Regions from separate parts of the Mus musculus genome. Here all the other regions are linked to region 4. The links are chromatin contacts, called in public HiCAR-type and promoter capture Hi-C maps. All regions are on one chromosome and are shown on one strand. The core of a region is the stretch at or near the end of the contact, and the rest is flanking DNA. Distances in the headings are between cores, read along the strand shown. Region 1 holds the start of Rps9 (ribosomal protein S9). Region 2 holds the start of Prkcg (protein kinase C, gamma). Region 3 holds the start of Leng1 (leukocyte receptor cluster (LRC) member 1). Region 4 holds the start of Zfp444 (zinc finger protein 444). Region 5 holds the start of Tfpt (TCF3 (E2A) fusion partner).

What was found. Promoter capture Hi-C pulls out the DNA fragments that hold promoters and counts their contacts. HiCAR-type assays count read pairs that join an accessible place to other places.
Region 1: a contact with region 4 is called in a HiCAR-type map of astrocytes, with 6 times the contacts expected there. The contact joins the promoter of Rps9 here to the promoter of Zfp444 in region 4. A contact is called at or near these places in 3 of 39 promoter capture datasets (hippocampal neurons, liver and pre-B cells), 1 of 484 Hi-C or Micro-C datasets (CD4 T cells), 3 of 115 datasets of contacts at active chromatin or transcription factors (astrocytes, large pre-B cells and pro-B cells) and 2 of 9 other capture datasets (adipose tissue and liver).
Region 2: a promoter capture Hi-C map of pre-B cells shows a contact between it and region 4, with 4 times the contacts expected there. The contact joins the promoter of Prkcg here to the promoter of Zfp444 in region 4. A contact is called at or near these places in 3 of 39 promoter capture datasets (hippocampal neurons, liver and pre-B cells) and 1 of 115 datasets of contacts at active chromatin or transcription factors (astrocytes).
Region 3: a contact with region 4 is called in a HiCAR-type map of astrocytes, with 5 times the contacts expected there. The contact joins the promoter of Leng1 here to the promoter of Zfp444 in region 4. A contact is called at or near these places in 6 of 39 promoter capture datasets (the HPC-7 cell line, cranial neural crest, frontonasal cranial neural crest and 3 more), 1 of 115 datasets of contacts at active chromatin or transcription factors (astrocytes) and 1 of 9 other capture datasets (adipose tissue).
Region 5: a contact with region 4 is called in a HiCAR-type map of astrocytes, with 5 times the contacts expected there. The contact joins the promoter of Tfpt here to the promoter of Zfp444 in region 4. A contact is called at or near these places in 7 of 39 promoter capture datasets (the HPC-7 cell line, cranial neural crest, frontonasal cranial neural crest and 3 more), 2 of 484 Hi-C or Micro-C datasets (B cells and CD4 T cells), 1 of 115 datasets of contacts at active chromatin or transcription factors (astrocytes) and 1 of 9 other capture datasets (liver).

Annotation. Positions count from the first base shown.
Region 1 is chr7:3,702,591-3,705,290 of GRCm38.p6, forward strand. Rps9 (ribosomal protein S9) reads left to right here and starts at 1,451. Exons shown (of 5, transcript NM_029767.2): 1 at 1,451-1,474; 2 at 1,737-1,858; 3 at 2,056-2,178. The coding sequence starts at 1,762.
Region 2 is chr7:3,302,131-3,304,830 of GRCm38.p6, forward strand. Prkcg (protein kinase C, gamma) reads left to right here and starts at 1,402. Exons shown (of 18, transcript NM_011102.4): 1 at 1,402-1,829; 2 at 2,176-2,207. The coding sequence starts at 1,660.
Region 3 is chr7:3,664,517-3,667,216 of GRCm38.p6, forward strand. Leng1 (leukocyte receptor cluster (LRC) member 1) reads right to left here and starts at 1,324. Exons shown (of 4, transcript NM_027203.3): 1 at 800-1,324. The coding sequence starts at 931. Tmc4 (transmembrane channel-like gene family 4) reads right to left here. Exons shown (of 15, transcript NM_181820.2): 12 at 2,532-2,662; 13 at 2,303-2,458; 14 at 1,586-1,664; 15 at 1,238-1,492. The coding sequence ends at 1,424.
Region 4 is chr7:6,171,129-6,173,828 of GRCm38.p6, forward strand. It overlaps Zfp444 (zinc finger protein 444), which reads left to right and starts at 1,385. Exons shown (of 4, transcript NM_028316.3): 1 at 1,385-1,446.
Region 5 is chr7:3,628,483-3,631,182 of GRCm38.p6, forward strand. Tfpt (TCF3 (E2A) fusion partner) reads right to left here and starts at 1,447. Exons shown (of 6, transcript NM_001290381.1): 1 at 1,070-1,447; 2 at 346-604. The coding sequence starts at 1,092. It overlaps Prpf31 (pre-mRNA processing factor 31), which reads left to right and starts at 1,503. Exons shown (of 14, transcript NM_027328.4): 1 at 1,503-1,574; 2 at 2,076-2,260; 3 at 2,363-2,423. The coding sequence starts at 2,084. It overlaps Gm15927 (a long non-coding RNA gene), which reads right to left. Exons shown (of 6, transcript XR_003946711.1): 6 at 2,589-2,700.

The DNA of each region.
Region 1 (2,700 bases), core at 201-2,700, 2.5 Mb before region 4:
GACCCAGAAAGTAAGCTAATCTGTCTCCTTGTCTACCAATCTGTCCTCCCAGACTAAATGAACAAGATGCCTTTTGAGTATACAAATGCAAGTGCAAATTTTTTTTTTTTTCCAAGACAGGGTTTCTCTGTATAGCCCTGGAACTCACTCTGTAGACCAGGGTAGCCCTGAACTCAGAAATCCACCTGCCTCTGCCTCCCAAGTGCTGGGATTAAAGACTGCCCCGCGCAAGTGTAAATTCTTACCAATCACACTGTTTAAAATAAAAAATATCTGAGCTAGGCCTAGTGGTACAGGCCTATCCTCCTACTATTCAAGGACAGAGGCAAGGACATGTCTATGAGTTTGAGGCCAGCCTGGCTACATAGTTCATAGTTCCAGGATAGCCAGGACTCATAGACCCCATTTCCCTTAAATAAAAAATAGTTATAAAATATCAGATATACACAAAGCTGGCTGTGGTAGTGCATGTCTTTAATCCCAGTACTTGGGAGACAGAGCCAGGCAGAACTCTGTGAGTTTGAATAGGAAGCTCCAGGACAGCCAGGAATAAGAGGAAAGACCCTGTCTCAACAAACAAACATATCAGTTGCATGAAAGCGGATTGTAATTCCAGCATTTGGGAGGTATAGACAGAAGGATCTGGAATTCATAGTCATTTGATAGGAAACCCTGCATCAAAACAATAAATAGATTAGGAGAGACTTGCCTATAGGCCAAGATGATGGAGGCACTTTCTTAAATGAGTTCCTCTTTCCACATGTCTAGGTTTGTGTCAAGCTGTCAAGACAAACCAGCACAAGATGTGTATTTCAATATTAAAATAAGCCCAGCACGACATATTTATACTATTTTCATAATGTTTGTATTTTTTATTATTGTATTTTGTGGCTCACACCTAAAATCTTAGCACTTTTAAAAGAAGATTTATTTATCTATTATATCTAAATACACTGTAGGTGGTCAGATCTCATTACAGATGGTTGTGACCCACCATGGGGTTGCTGGGATTTTCAGGACCTTTGGAGGAGCAATCAGTGCTCTTAACCGCTGAGCCATCTCTCCAAACAAACCCGAGTACTTTTAAGGGCAAGGGCACTGCCATGAGATTGAGACAGTGGTGGGGAACCTTGGCTGCTGCCCTTAATTCCCTGTAAGTTTTTACCAAGAGTTTTTGTTGAAACAAAAAGTGACAACTGTGGTTACTCAATCAATGCTTTAGCCCTGGAAGGGGCAGCCTCGTTAATTCTTGGATTAACCAAATGTCACCATAGCCCTTTAATCGCCTAACCACCTCACTGGCAAGTCGGCCCAGCGAAGCGCCGCTCTAGCCGGCCTGCTCGTCTCTATGGCTTTCCTGCTTCTGATTGGCGTAGTCGCGAGCGGTGCGTGATGACGTCACTACAAGGCGACGTTACTATAAGACCTCGGTCCAACCGCCTTGTCTCTCTTTGTCTCGGGCCTGAGTTCGTAGGTGAGTGTTCTGATTGTTGAGTTCGCCTTTTAGGGGTTGATGGTGTAAGGTAACGGAGCCATTCGAATCTTCATGAACATGCTGAGTAAGAGGGTGGGGCGAAGGTGGCTGGAAGTTACAACACGGTTGTGGAACAATCCCATTTTCAAGTTTTCTAAGGCGGATTTCTCTGAGAGCCGAGTTGGTGTCGCCGTGTCCCTAGCGGGGTTTTGCTGCACATGCGCCACAAGATTATTTTTTAAAACGACACTTTACTGCGCAGGCGCAGCCGGCCTAGCGAGGTCAACATGCCGGTCGCCAGAAGCTGGGTTTGTCGCAAAACCTATGTGACCCCACGGAGACCCTTCGAGAAGTCGCGTCTCGACCAGGAGCTAAAGTTGATTGGTGAGTGGCCAAAGTAGAATTTCGAATTGCGGATCCGGGAAGAGTTAGGTAGCCATGATGTCTGTCTCCCACGTGCTCGTTCTGGAGCATCCTGTGTGGCGCCAGAGGATTGCAGTTTAGTTTTGTGTTCTCTAGTCGCCATGCACATGTAGTAACCCATGGCTCTTGCCCCGCGGTCTCCTCCCAACCACGTGCAGGAGAGTATGGACTCCGGAACAAACGTGAGGTTTGGAGGGTCAAGTTTACCCTGGCCAAGATCCGTAAGGCGGCCCGGGAGCTGTTGACGCTAGACGAGAAGGATCCCCGGCGTCTGTTTGAAGGTGTGTATGAGCCTATTTTCGAAGGAGTGGTGGTTGCTGAGTGTTTTAGGGCGTGGGAGATGTGACTGAACAAGTTGGGCTAGTGGGGATTGAGACAGGGTCTTGGTGTAGATTGGCCTGGAACTCAAATGTAAGTCAGTCTTGCCATAAACTGCCAGAAATTCAGAAGTGCTGGGTATGTGTCACAAGGATTCTTATTGGTTATTTTATTTACATTTCAAATGTTATTTCTCTTCCCAGTTTCCTCTCTGCGACACCCCCCCACCCGCCCCCCAATCACACCACAAGGATTCTTTTTGAGTTTCTAGAATCTAGTTCTGTCTGCATTGGACAAATGGAGGCCAAAGACAATGGGAGTTGCACTAATGCTTTTTCTGTCTTAATACTGGATGTTTTATTTAGTTTCATGTGGTGTAAGAGGAGTAATGATTATTTTTCCATCCGGGGGACGTATTTTTGCATTTGCATCTGGGTAGCGTTTATACAATGTTAATCCAGGTTGAGCCTATATTTTAACATATT
Region 2 (2,700 bases), core at 152-2,651, 2.9 Mb before region 4:
GTCCCAGAGTGCACTGAGCTCGACAGCCTCTGGCGGGCCAGGATTCCCTAGAACGGCTTCCTGCCAGAATGGATCCGTAGGAAGACTGGAACCTCAAGAAAGGCGCATCGTGGGGCGTGACCTGGGGAAGAACTCAGGGGAGGAGAGACCTGGGCGTGTGCATAGGAAATCCCAGGGTGACACTGAGTTGGGAGAACCACTCAGGTGGAGAGTCACAGGGAAACACGAGAGACACCCAAGACAGAGCATAGGGAGATCCAGAGTCAAGAAATACACTCTGCTATAGTCATAGGGAGATACGGAGGGGACAGGCCCTCAGAGATGGAGAGTTACAGGGAGACGTGGATAAAGGAGAGACCTCCAGGGCTGGAAAGCCATAGACAGAGTGGGGAGAATCCCAGAGACGGAGTCTCGGGGAGGCAAAGGAGGGAGAGACGACAAAGAGGAGAGTCGAGATTCCCCCGAAGACAGTCCCAAGGAGACACCGAAAAGGGTCAATATCCCCCCAGAGACAGTCACAGGGAAAGAAGGAGAGACCACTAGAGCCAGAGTCACATGGAACAGGGGGGGGACCGCAGAGATAAAGAGGATCACAGGGCCAAAAGGAAAAACCCTGAATGGGTCAGAGAAAAGGACAGAAGGGAAAGGCAACTACTCAGAGAAAGCGCCTTCTAGCGACAGGAAAGGAGAAATACAGAAGCAGGGAGTGACGGACATCGGGAATTTAACTAGGGAATTTAACTAGCTGAATTTAACTAGCAAAGGTGAACACAGATTAGCGAAGATCGGGAAAGGCAGGACAATGGAAATGAAAACATTTTCAGTACACCATGTGGTGCATGAGGAGAGACGTGAGCAGGAAAAAGAGAGAAGCAGAGAGGGAGAAATGGAGAGAGTAAACAGGAAAGAAGAGAGGAAAAGAGAGAAAAGAGTGAGAAGGCAGAGAGAAAAGAAACACACCCAGAGGGAGGCATAGCACCAAGCCCAGAGGCTCTAAGAGCGATAAAGAGCCTGAAGCATCACGAGGAATGAGACACTAGCCTCCGTGTCTATCAGAAAGTCCTCAGCACTAAAGACAAAGTTTCTTGATTAAAAGATTAATATGCCCAGAGACACACGGGTCTACCCCAGATTCTAGATCCTGACAAAACCTACTCATGCGGCTGAGTGGGGGAGGAAGATGGGTGTGGGGGCCAAGATGACTGACTGACTGGGAGAAAGGGGGTGGACAAGGCTCGGAGGACGTCCCCTCCTTGCATAGAGCCTGCGGAATGGAAGTGTGCATGTGGAGAGGAGGGAGGGGCATCTGTCCCGGGCGGGGGGGGGGGGCTTTAAACTGAAACCCCGCCCCTTGGTCGTCATGGCAACGCCTTCCCCCACCCCCGACTTCTACATTTCAGCAGGTGCTGAGAGCGAAGCTCCCGCCGCCGCCCGTGCCTGCGGCTCCTTGATGCCCCAGCCTTCAGCTCTGACCCCACCCGCTTTCTCCCCGGTCGGTGCTGCCCGTGCCGGGGTGTTGCTTTCTGCCGTGTGCTGTGCACCGTTAGGTGCCTTGCCCCTGTCCTTCCTATCTCAGAGTCTGCGGAGTCCTCCTACCGCCGTCCACCTGTTTCCTCGGAAAAAGGGCCAGCTCGTGATCCCTTCTGCGTTCCTGGGGCCATGGCGGGTCTGGGCCCTGGCGGAGGCGACTCAGAGGGGGGACCCCGACCCCTGTTTTGCAGAAAGGGGGCGCTGAGGCAGAAGGTGGTCCACGAGGTGAAGAGCCACAAGTTCACCGCTCGTTTCTTCAAGCAGCCAACCTTCTGCAGTCACTGTACCGACTTCATCTGGTGAGGGAAGCGGGCTAGGGGAGAGGGCTGGAAAAGGAGGGGACTTGGGAACAGTCATGTCACACTGGTCCCCAAGCGACTGAGCAGAGAGGGGCTGCAGCTCCCACTCCTGGGCTTAATGGCAGGGGGTGGAAGTCTGGGTTCCTGGGTCTGAGGGAGGAAGAGCCAGGCTGGATTCTAGGGTCCAAGGGAAAGGGAGCTGGGACTAGAAATTTTGGGTTCTCGGAGAAGGCAACTAGGACTCAGACATCTGGGTGAAATTGGGAAACTGCAAACCTATGTCTTGCAAGGTGGGAGGGCCCGGGTACCCCTCTTTGCACTGACCTTAGATCCTTGACTCTTCCAGGGGCATTGGAAAGCAGGGCCTGCAATGTCAAGGTAAGAGCTGGGACCTGGACTTCTGGGACCCCTGAGGGTGGAGGCTGGGGCCTCACAGCTGAGGCGGCTGACACACGTGTTCTGTGGTCCCCAGAGAGGCGCGGGGGAGCCCTGGGCGGGGGGGTGTGGCAGAGACACACAGCCTGTGGTGGGGAGGAAACTCTGATGGCAGGGCCACCGCGGAGGTGGTGCTGGGGGCCCCTCCCTCGGCCGGTTCCAGGTGGGGACAGATATTTGGAGAATCTGTTTCCATGGGAACAGGGAGATTTGGAAAAGGGGAGCTGAAGGGGGGAGGGGTTCAGAGATGCAAAGTCAGAGCCCCCCCCCAGACTGCCGTTGCCATGACAACACCATTCATCCTAAAGCAGGGGCAGGCCGGGTGGGGTCACTAATGGGCGGGTGGGGGCCGGGCAAGGGGGGCGAATCCTAAAACACCAGCTGCCACTTGGCTAAGAACAGAGTGACTCAAGGTGGGAGGCGGGCCGAAGCAGCA
Region 3 (2,700 bases), core at 74-2,573, 2.5 Mb before region 4:
TTTTGTTTTGTTTTGTTTTTTAAGACAGGGTTTTTCTGTGTAGCCCTGGCTGTCCTGGAACTCACTTTGTAGACCAGGCTGGCCTCAGAAATCCACCTGCCTCTGCCTCCCAGGTGCTGGGATCAAAGGCGTGCGCCACCGCCACTACCCGGCTTTTTTTTTTTTTTTTAAGCCCACACTAATTCATGATCAGATTGGCCAAGGGACTTAAGTGTAAACCAAACTAATCGAGTAACTTAGAGTCTGTGATGTGTGTGTGGTCTTCAATACTAGCGTTCAAGTGGAACAGGCAAGCTGAGTTCAAGACCAGCCTGGTCTACGTAGCCAGTTCCATAACAGCCACGGCTACACAGACCCTGTTCCAAATAAAACCTCCAGATGCTCTTTTCTTGGCAAGCAATGAGGGAGGGAGAAAAGACATGCCCAACGAAGTGGACCCCGGCTTGTCCGCCCTTTGCCCTCCTTGCTGAAGCCGTTGTACTCAGAGCAAGGTGACCGCACCCCTCCAAGTTGTTCTAAGAGGGAATTTCTCAAAGCAAGCGCTCAGAAGGAAGGGAGCATACACAGAGTGGGTGATCAGTAATTAACTTGTGCGGGCAACCTATAAAGTAATCAGAATATTTGTCCAACTCTTCCAGTATGCTAGTCTCTGGTCCCTCAACACCAGTGGGGAAATCTAGGAAGGTTTCTTGGAAGTTAGCACAGGATTTTCAGAGAAACATCGTCGAACACACAGACCCGCTCCCGGCACCGAGTGATAGCTAGGCCCGCCGCGCTTCTGGGCGGTCCCCAGGCTTACCTCTTGCTGGGCGAGCAGCACCCTCCGCTCCCGCTCCTTCTCCTCCTCCCGGGCCTGGGCCTCGTCGCGCCGCACGCGGGCAACATTGTCCTTGTTCCGGACGTGCCAGCTCTTCTTCGGCAAGATATTCATGGCTCCAGTGCCGACCTCGGACTGTCAGGCCCACTCTTCAGCACTTCCGATTGGCTCGAGGATGCTCCCGCCCCATGGTTCCACCCTTGCTCGTGCATTGGTTCTGGGCCAATTGTCACGTCCCATCCTAGCCTTGTTTAGAGATTATTGGCTGAGAGCCTTCCATCTCAGCCAATCCTAAGCATTTGTAACCTGAGTTGCTCCACCCCCGGACGCTGCTTGATGAGGCTGTTGCCTGTCTATTCCTTTAAGCAGACATAACCTAGCTCTTCAGGCCGATTTGGACCTGGCCCCTCCCCAAACCCCGTCCGAGGCTTCAGAACGGGGTTTCAAAACGCAAAGCGGCCTTGACTGTTGTTTATTAATACGGTTCAATTGAGAGTGTAGCATTCGGGTGGCAGAGGGCGGGGAATTTGGTTCCAGAGATGAAAGAGTCCCATCACTTGATATGAAGTCACTGAAGCTGAGGGGCTGAAGGTTCAGCCAGACTTATCAGGAAGTTCCATTCCTTGAGCTCAGAGCCACAGCTCGCTGGGCCAGGAAGACTTTATTCTGCACTTCCTGCGGGCAAAAAGGAGCGAAAGTGAAGCACACCTTTTCATTCTTCTTTCATAGTCTCATAGAGCCCTTTCCGGGGAAATCAGCCTGGCTCACCGTCTCTATCTGGCGTTTGAGCTCAGAGATGAGGCGTCCGTAACAGTTAGCCAGGGCTACGGTATACATCATCAGGATGCTATGGAAGACAGGAATGAAAATCACTCTAGAAAAACAATCATCTTCATCATATGGCTCCTTAGAAACCAGGCTGGAGAGATGGCTCGTAACCGGAGCACTGGCTGCACTTCCAAAGGACCGGGGTTCAATTCCCAGCCCCACATGGCAGCTTACAATTGTAACTCAAGTTCGTTACTTCACACAGACAGTCACACTGTCCAAATACCAACACACATAAAAATTAAATGAATAAGTAAATTAAAGAAACCAATATCAGGATCCTCAAATCCCTTAAAACCCTTTTTGAGACTCTGAACACAAGTCTTTATCCTCTCTCTTTAGACCCAAAAGTTCAGACCCTTTAACCAGAGGTTAAACTAGAGGTTCAGGCTCCATACCTCCTCCCCCTTCATCAAATCGATAAATCCACACCCTAGCCCTCCTTTCCTCAGACCAGGAATCCAAACCCAGATGTCTTTTCTTAGACCCTAAGCATTCACACTCCGACTCTCCTGCTCTTGATTTATAGGCATCCCGGCCAGCCCCACGTCTCTGTTGTATATAGGCACCCAGCCCACCTCTCTAGCACTCAGGTGCCCAGAAACTCCTTTCTCTTTCAAACACTAAATTACACACATTCAAAGTCTGACTGCTCACCTAGAGAGGATCAGAAGAGGTACAGTAAAAGCTTGGGTTCCCAGAAAGTAGAGAAAATTCTGGGCAGTCTGAGGGAGGCTCTCAATGGCCTCAGGGATCTGGGCCCAAATGGACAGCTTCCCGCGGAACGGGCCACACAGTTTCGAAGGTGGGATCCTGTAGGGGGAGACACACTGGATTCAGTCAAGTCGAGCTAGAGTGAGAACAAACAGAAGTCTCTCGTACTTACAGGAAGATACTGTAAAGCACGGGAACTGCAGAGATCGCCAGACCCACAAGGAGAACCAGGGGGAAAAAGAAGTTTGCCGTGGATGCTCGGAAGGTGCGGGAAGCCGGTGAGTAGATGGAGAAGAGGGTTATCTGGTAGGGAGAGGCGAGGAAATGGAGGTGTAAGACTC
Region 4 (2,700 bases), core at 135-2,634:
GCTCGCTCTTCAAATAGCAAAGCAGCTTGTGTGGTTAGCACACTTACCAAGATGAGGGACAGAGAGGGCAGAGAGGTGGGACAGGATTAAGTTTAGCTGTTGTGGGGATAGATCCGTCTCTAAGCTGTAAACTAGTGAGTAAATAGAAACTAGGGCAATGGTATTGTCCATCCACGAATTTGGTAAGGACAATAACAACTCTGCTTCACATGATTTCCTTTGTGTGCCAATGTCACCTTTTTTCGAAGTCCAGTGAGGAGGGGAGAGTCTCTGTCTGCCCCACTAGCTTGTAAGAGCCATCTATCACGTAAACAGAAAGTCTCATAACCTTCTTGCGCTCCTGCGAGTACGTGTGTATGTGGTGCGTTGGGGTAGTAGGTAGGGGTAGGGCTGGAAAGATGACAAAGAGGTTAACAACGAAGCACAAGCTATTCTAGACGTCCTTCTAGCACCTACATGTGGCTCACAACCGTCTGTAATACAGGTCTAAGGGAATCCCACGCCGCTTTCTGGCCTCCGTGGGTACTGCGAGCACATGGTGCACCGACTCAGCGAAACACCCATACATATTACAAAGAGCAAACTCAAAACCTTCTTGCCTTTTCTGAGGTAGGGAAACTGAGGCTTCAGTGTCCGTAGGGGGCTACACAAGCGCCGTTTGACACGTAATATTTTCCTTCCTATTCACAAGACGGGAAACTGAGGCTAGAGAGTGGACTGACAGTATGGGACGAGCGAACTAATTCTCAGAGGTCAGGTTTCGTTGACCAGCCTCAACCTTCCTTTAACCTAGTACTGGAGCGGGAGGGCGATACTGCAACTGTTGTCAAGGAGACGGATCTCCCACTGCTGATCTGAGGAGAACTCTGGCATAGCCTCCACGACCTCCTCTATAGGCGCTTAAAGGTCCTGGAGGCGGGTCTCCCAAGTGTGCTGCCTCCCCCGGTTTCCACGACAACGAAACCACAGATTCCTCTTATCCCTCCCCGACCCGTCCGCGTTTGCCAGAAGTCAGCCGGCGGGGTGTCTTGTGAGGGATGGTAGAGGAAGGAAATCCACGTGAAATCTGGGAAATGTAGTCCAAAATCAGAAGCGCTCTGTTTGCGCCTGTGTGAGCCAATAGGAATCGGGTTTTCTTCTTTACACTTTAAGAAATGTAGTTTTCTGGCTAGCTCGGGACGCACGAGCGTACAGGACTCATCACAGTAGGGCTAATGGAAAGCCGCTTTGTCGCGATGTTTCTTGGGAGATGTAGTTTCCAGCTGGGAGAGGTGGGAAGTGTTGGGTAGAATTAGCGATTCCTAGTGTAGAGAGTGAGGGGACGTGGGGGCGGGGAAGTACGGGTGAATTTGGCGCAAAGCCTGCTGGGGCATGGAGTCCCGATGAGCTTTGTGCGCATGTGCGGGAAGGTGAGGTTGTTTGGGGGGCCTCGCCCAGGAGAGTGAGGTGAGCTAGAGGGAAAAGGAAGGGCTGGGGAGTCCGGTGTACGGGGAACGGGCGGACCACGGGGAGGGGTACCCAGGTCTGGAGGAGGGAGAGGAAGGGAGGGATGGGCGGCTTGGGGGAGGGGGATGATAGGAGGCTGGAGGTGGGGTTCTGGGGGCGGGCCGGGGAGCGGGAGGAACGCGAGATGCAGACGCGGGAGAGTTGGAGGCCTGGGGAGGCTGGGCAGCGGGAGGGGGCTGGGATGTTCGAGGGGGAGCCCTGGGATGGTTGGAAACTGAGAGTGGAGTGGAAGTTGGACCCCACTGAGAAATCCTGGGGCGCCGGGACCTCTAACCTCTTCGAAAAGGATTGCGGGAAGGGGTCTATCCAGGGGCACCGTGCCATAGCAGCGTAGACCGGTGCAGGTGGCTAGTCCTGTGTGCTGGTCACACGTTCACACGCACTTCTGTCGAGTTGAGGTTCTGGAGGATAAGTATTTCTTCATTACAAGCGTATCCGCCTCATTAGCTTGTCGCGAGAGGCGAAATTCATTAATGTGCAGAAGGGGCTTGGAGACAGGTTTTAACAGGATAAGAGGGACTTAAATCTCTCGGTTCTGATCCTCCTGGCTCAGCCTCTCACGTGCTCAGATTACAAGCGTTGGCCTAGTTTTTTTGTTTTGTTCAGGGTTTTTGTTGTTGTTGATGATGGTGTTTTGGGTATGGTCTCCTGTAGCCCAGGCTGGCCTTAATCACACTCGAGAGCCATGCCAAGCTTTAAACCGGTGAAAGTAATTGAATTTAAAAACAAACAAACAAAAATACTCATCTTAACTTTTTTTTTTTTTTTTTTTGGTTTTTCAAGACAGAGTTTCTCTGTATAACCCTGGCTGTCCTGGAACTCACTCTGTAGACCAGGCTGGCCTTGAACTCAAATCCGCCTGCCTCTGCCTCCCAAGAGCAGGGCTTAAAGGCATGAGCCACCACTGCCAGTCTTCACTCCTTTTTATATGCTATTTTAACACCTATTCCAATTTACAATTTAGTCTTGGGCGCTTGTTTCACAGTGGCTTTACGTAAATGACTCACAAGGAGTTGGAGGGTTAATGTGTGTTGATAGTAAATGCAATAGGTGGGGTTTGTTTATTGCCAGGTGGTGTTCTGGGTACTTTTTTTTTCTTTTAATGATTTATTTTTATTTTAACGTGCATCCATATTTTGCCTGCATATGTGTTTACTGCATCCTCTGATTCTAGAGTTTCAGTTGTGAGCTGCC
Region 5 (2,700 bases), core at 197-2,696, 2.5 Mb before region 4:
ATGGATGCAACATCACCAACTGTCTCATGCCCCTGACACTGTGTCTTCTCTGCCGCCACAGATCCTTAAACTCCAAGTCAATGTAAGCCTTTCCCCAAGTTGCTTTTCCCAGGTCACAACAAGAAAAGTAATGAATATAAATATTCTGGAAGAGACTACTTAGGGTGCCTGGCACAGACTTAGACCCACATGGATCTGTTCACTTGTTCAAGTACAAAAGGAAAGGGAAAAAGAAGGACATGAGGAGGAGGAGGAGGCGGTATGAGGAGGGGGTGGTGTTGGCATCGGCAGCGAGGCGGCAGTTCTGGCGAGAGGACCCCCAAATGGGAATCCACACTTACCTACCTGCTCGATCTCCCGGCAGCGCCGACCTAGTGCCTGGTACTTTCTACGATTTAGTTCCCGCTGGCGACGCCTTCGACCCCGGGCTGCCTCTTCCTCTTCATCTCGCTCCCGGAGTCCTGAATCACCCAGACCACCGGACACAAATTCCACTTCTGTCTCTAGCTCACTTTCTAGGATGTGGCCACCAAACAGGGGAGGCAGAGCCAGCTCTGAGCCTGGTGGCGCTGAGAACTCTTCAAAGCCCACGGCTGCCATGGTCCTGTAGGGCCAAGAAGTTTTAGGAGCCTATATTCTGGCTCTCCAAGTCCCTCCCAGGGGGACTTAGGTCCAGGCCCCAGCCTGGAGCCCAGATCCTAGCCCTCTCCTCCATCACACCCAGCAGCCCAGACTCTAGCCCTCCTCCCTCCTACCAAGAAGCCCAGACCCTAGCCCTTCTTGGTCACTGCCAGGGATCCAGGCCCCAGTCCTCGTCCCTAACAATGAGGAATCAGACCCTAGCCTCCTCCCTCAGACTTTGGAGCCCACACTCCAATCTCCTTGCTCTCAGATCCATAAGAACAGCAAATTCCAAATCTCCCCTACGATGCTCCAGTACTGCCTCCGGTTCTCCCACAGAGATTCGAAAAGAAAGCAACTGCACGAACTTCCCCATCGTCCCTGAGAGCACTACAGCCGATCGTTGCTGTTTTTGGAGTCCCCGTTTACACAAAGCTCAGCTACTCACCCCTCTCTCTGTTCCAACTCCATTTCTCTGGTCAAGAGACACCTCAAGCCTCAGAGAGGTGGAGTCTTGCGCAAAACTACCTCTCCCATCAGGCCTTGCGACACAGGAAAACTGGGAATTAAAGTTTCCTACTCTGCCTTCGTTTGCACCCGACTCCAAATTGCGGCTTGAAGCCTTCGGTTTATCCTCTAGCGCCTGCACCGATCGTCCACGTTGTCACCTTCTTTACTCCTGTCTTGTCGCAGTGTCGACTAGCCAAAGCGAATCTCTGTTTAGCAGGCTCAATCCACGGCGACGTACGACTTCCCCTAGCCCTAGAACCCAGCACTCCCGGTCGCCGTCCCGCGAGGCGGCTGCTAATAAAGTTGTTGTCCAAACGCTGCCGGAAATGTCGTAAACGGCCAATCAAAACACAGATTTATCGGCGGCAAGTAAACGTCATCAAAGAGAGCCGAAGCTCTGGGGAAGCAGATTTCTTGGAAACGATTGTGAGAGGATCGAAGCGGTGAGTGTGATGGAGAAGAAGGGATGGCCGGAAGCCAAGCTACTGGAGGAGAAAGTGTAGCGGGCGACTTAAATCATAGTATAAATAATAATATTAAACGTATGGAGCGCCTTAGAACTAATATTCAAGACGTGAGTGGATCACAGCATAACTTTAGGCTGAAATATGGCACGTGGGCCAGACGGGTGGAATGAAAGAACTGAAGGCAGGGTGAGGGAGCAAAGAGCCGGGTTAGGCAAAGATGAATAGTTGCTCAAAGACCCAGAGGTGTGGGGAAAAGTTGCCAGGTCAGGTGGTACCTGGAGGGATGTGCTGTGTTCTGTGTGGGTAGGAACAGGAGACAACCTCCGTGAACTAAGCAAGCTGTGGAGCCTGCGTGCGGCTACAGGAGCTGATGAAGAAGAAACTTAAGGGGATCCGGGAGAAGGTGCTCCTTCTGGTGATATGAGTGGACAGGGTCAAGATGCAGTATTAGGGAACCCCATTCTCCCTTTCCCATAGGCCTTGGGATGTCTCTGGCTGATGAGCTCTTGGCTGACCTCGAGGAGGCAGCAGAAGAAGAGGAAGGAGGAAGCTATGGAGAAGAGGAGGAGGAGCCAGCAATTGAGGATGTACAGGAGGAGACCCAGCTGGATCTTTCTGGAGATTCAGTCAAGAGCATTGCCAAGCTATGGGACAGCAAGATGGTGAGGTGGCACCCTTTAAGTCAGCGTTCCTAGGGAGGAGTGGCCGGAGAGCAGTTCTTTCTGAGAGGCCTAGTTTCTGACTGTGCTCTCCTTCCTCATCAGTTTGCTGAGATCATGATGAAGATTGAGGAGTATATCAGCAAGCAAGCCAACGTGTCGGAAGGTGCCTCCCACCCTCACTTTCCTCTGCCCATTCTGACTCCCCGACTCTCTTGCTCCTTATGGTTTTATCACCAAGTGTCTCCCTCCTCAGCTTTCCTCAGAGCATTCATTCTTCTTTTTTTTTTTAAATCCAGTTACTGACCCTCTGAAAACATACTGCATTGTACCCAGACATGATATGTGTTTATATCTCACCACTTAGGAGACTGAGGCAGCAGGTACATGAATGAGTTCAAGTCCAGTCTGGTCAGAGTCAGCCTGGGTAAAACCCTGTCTCA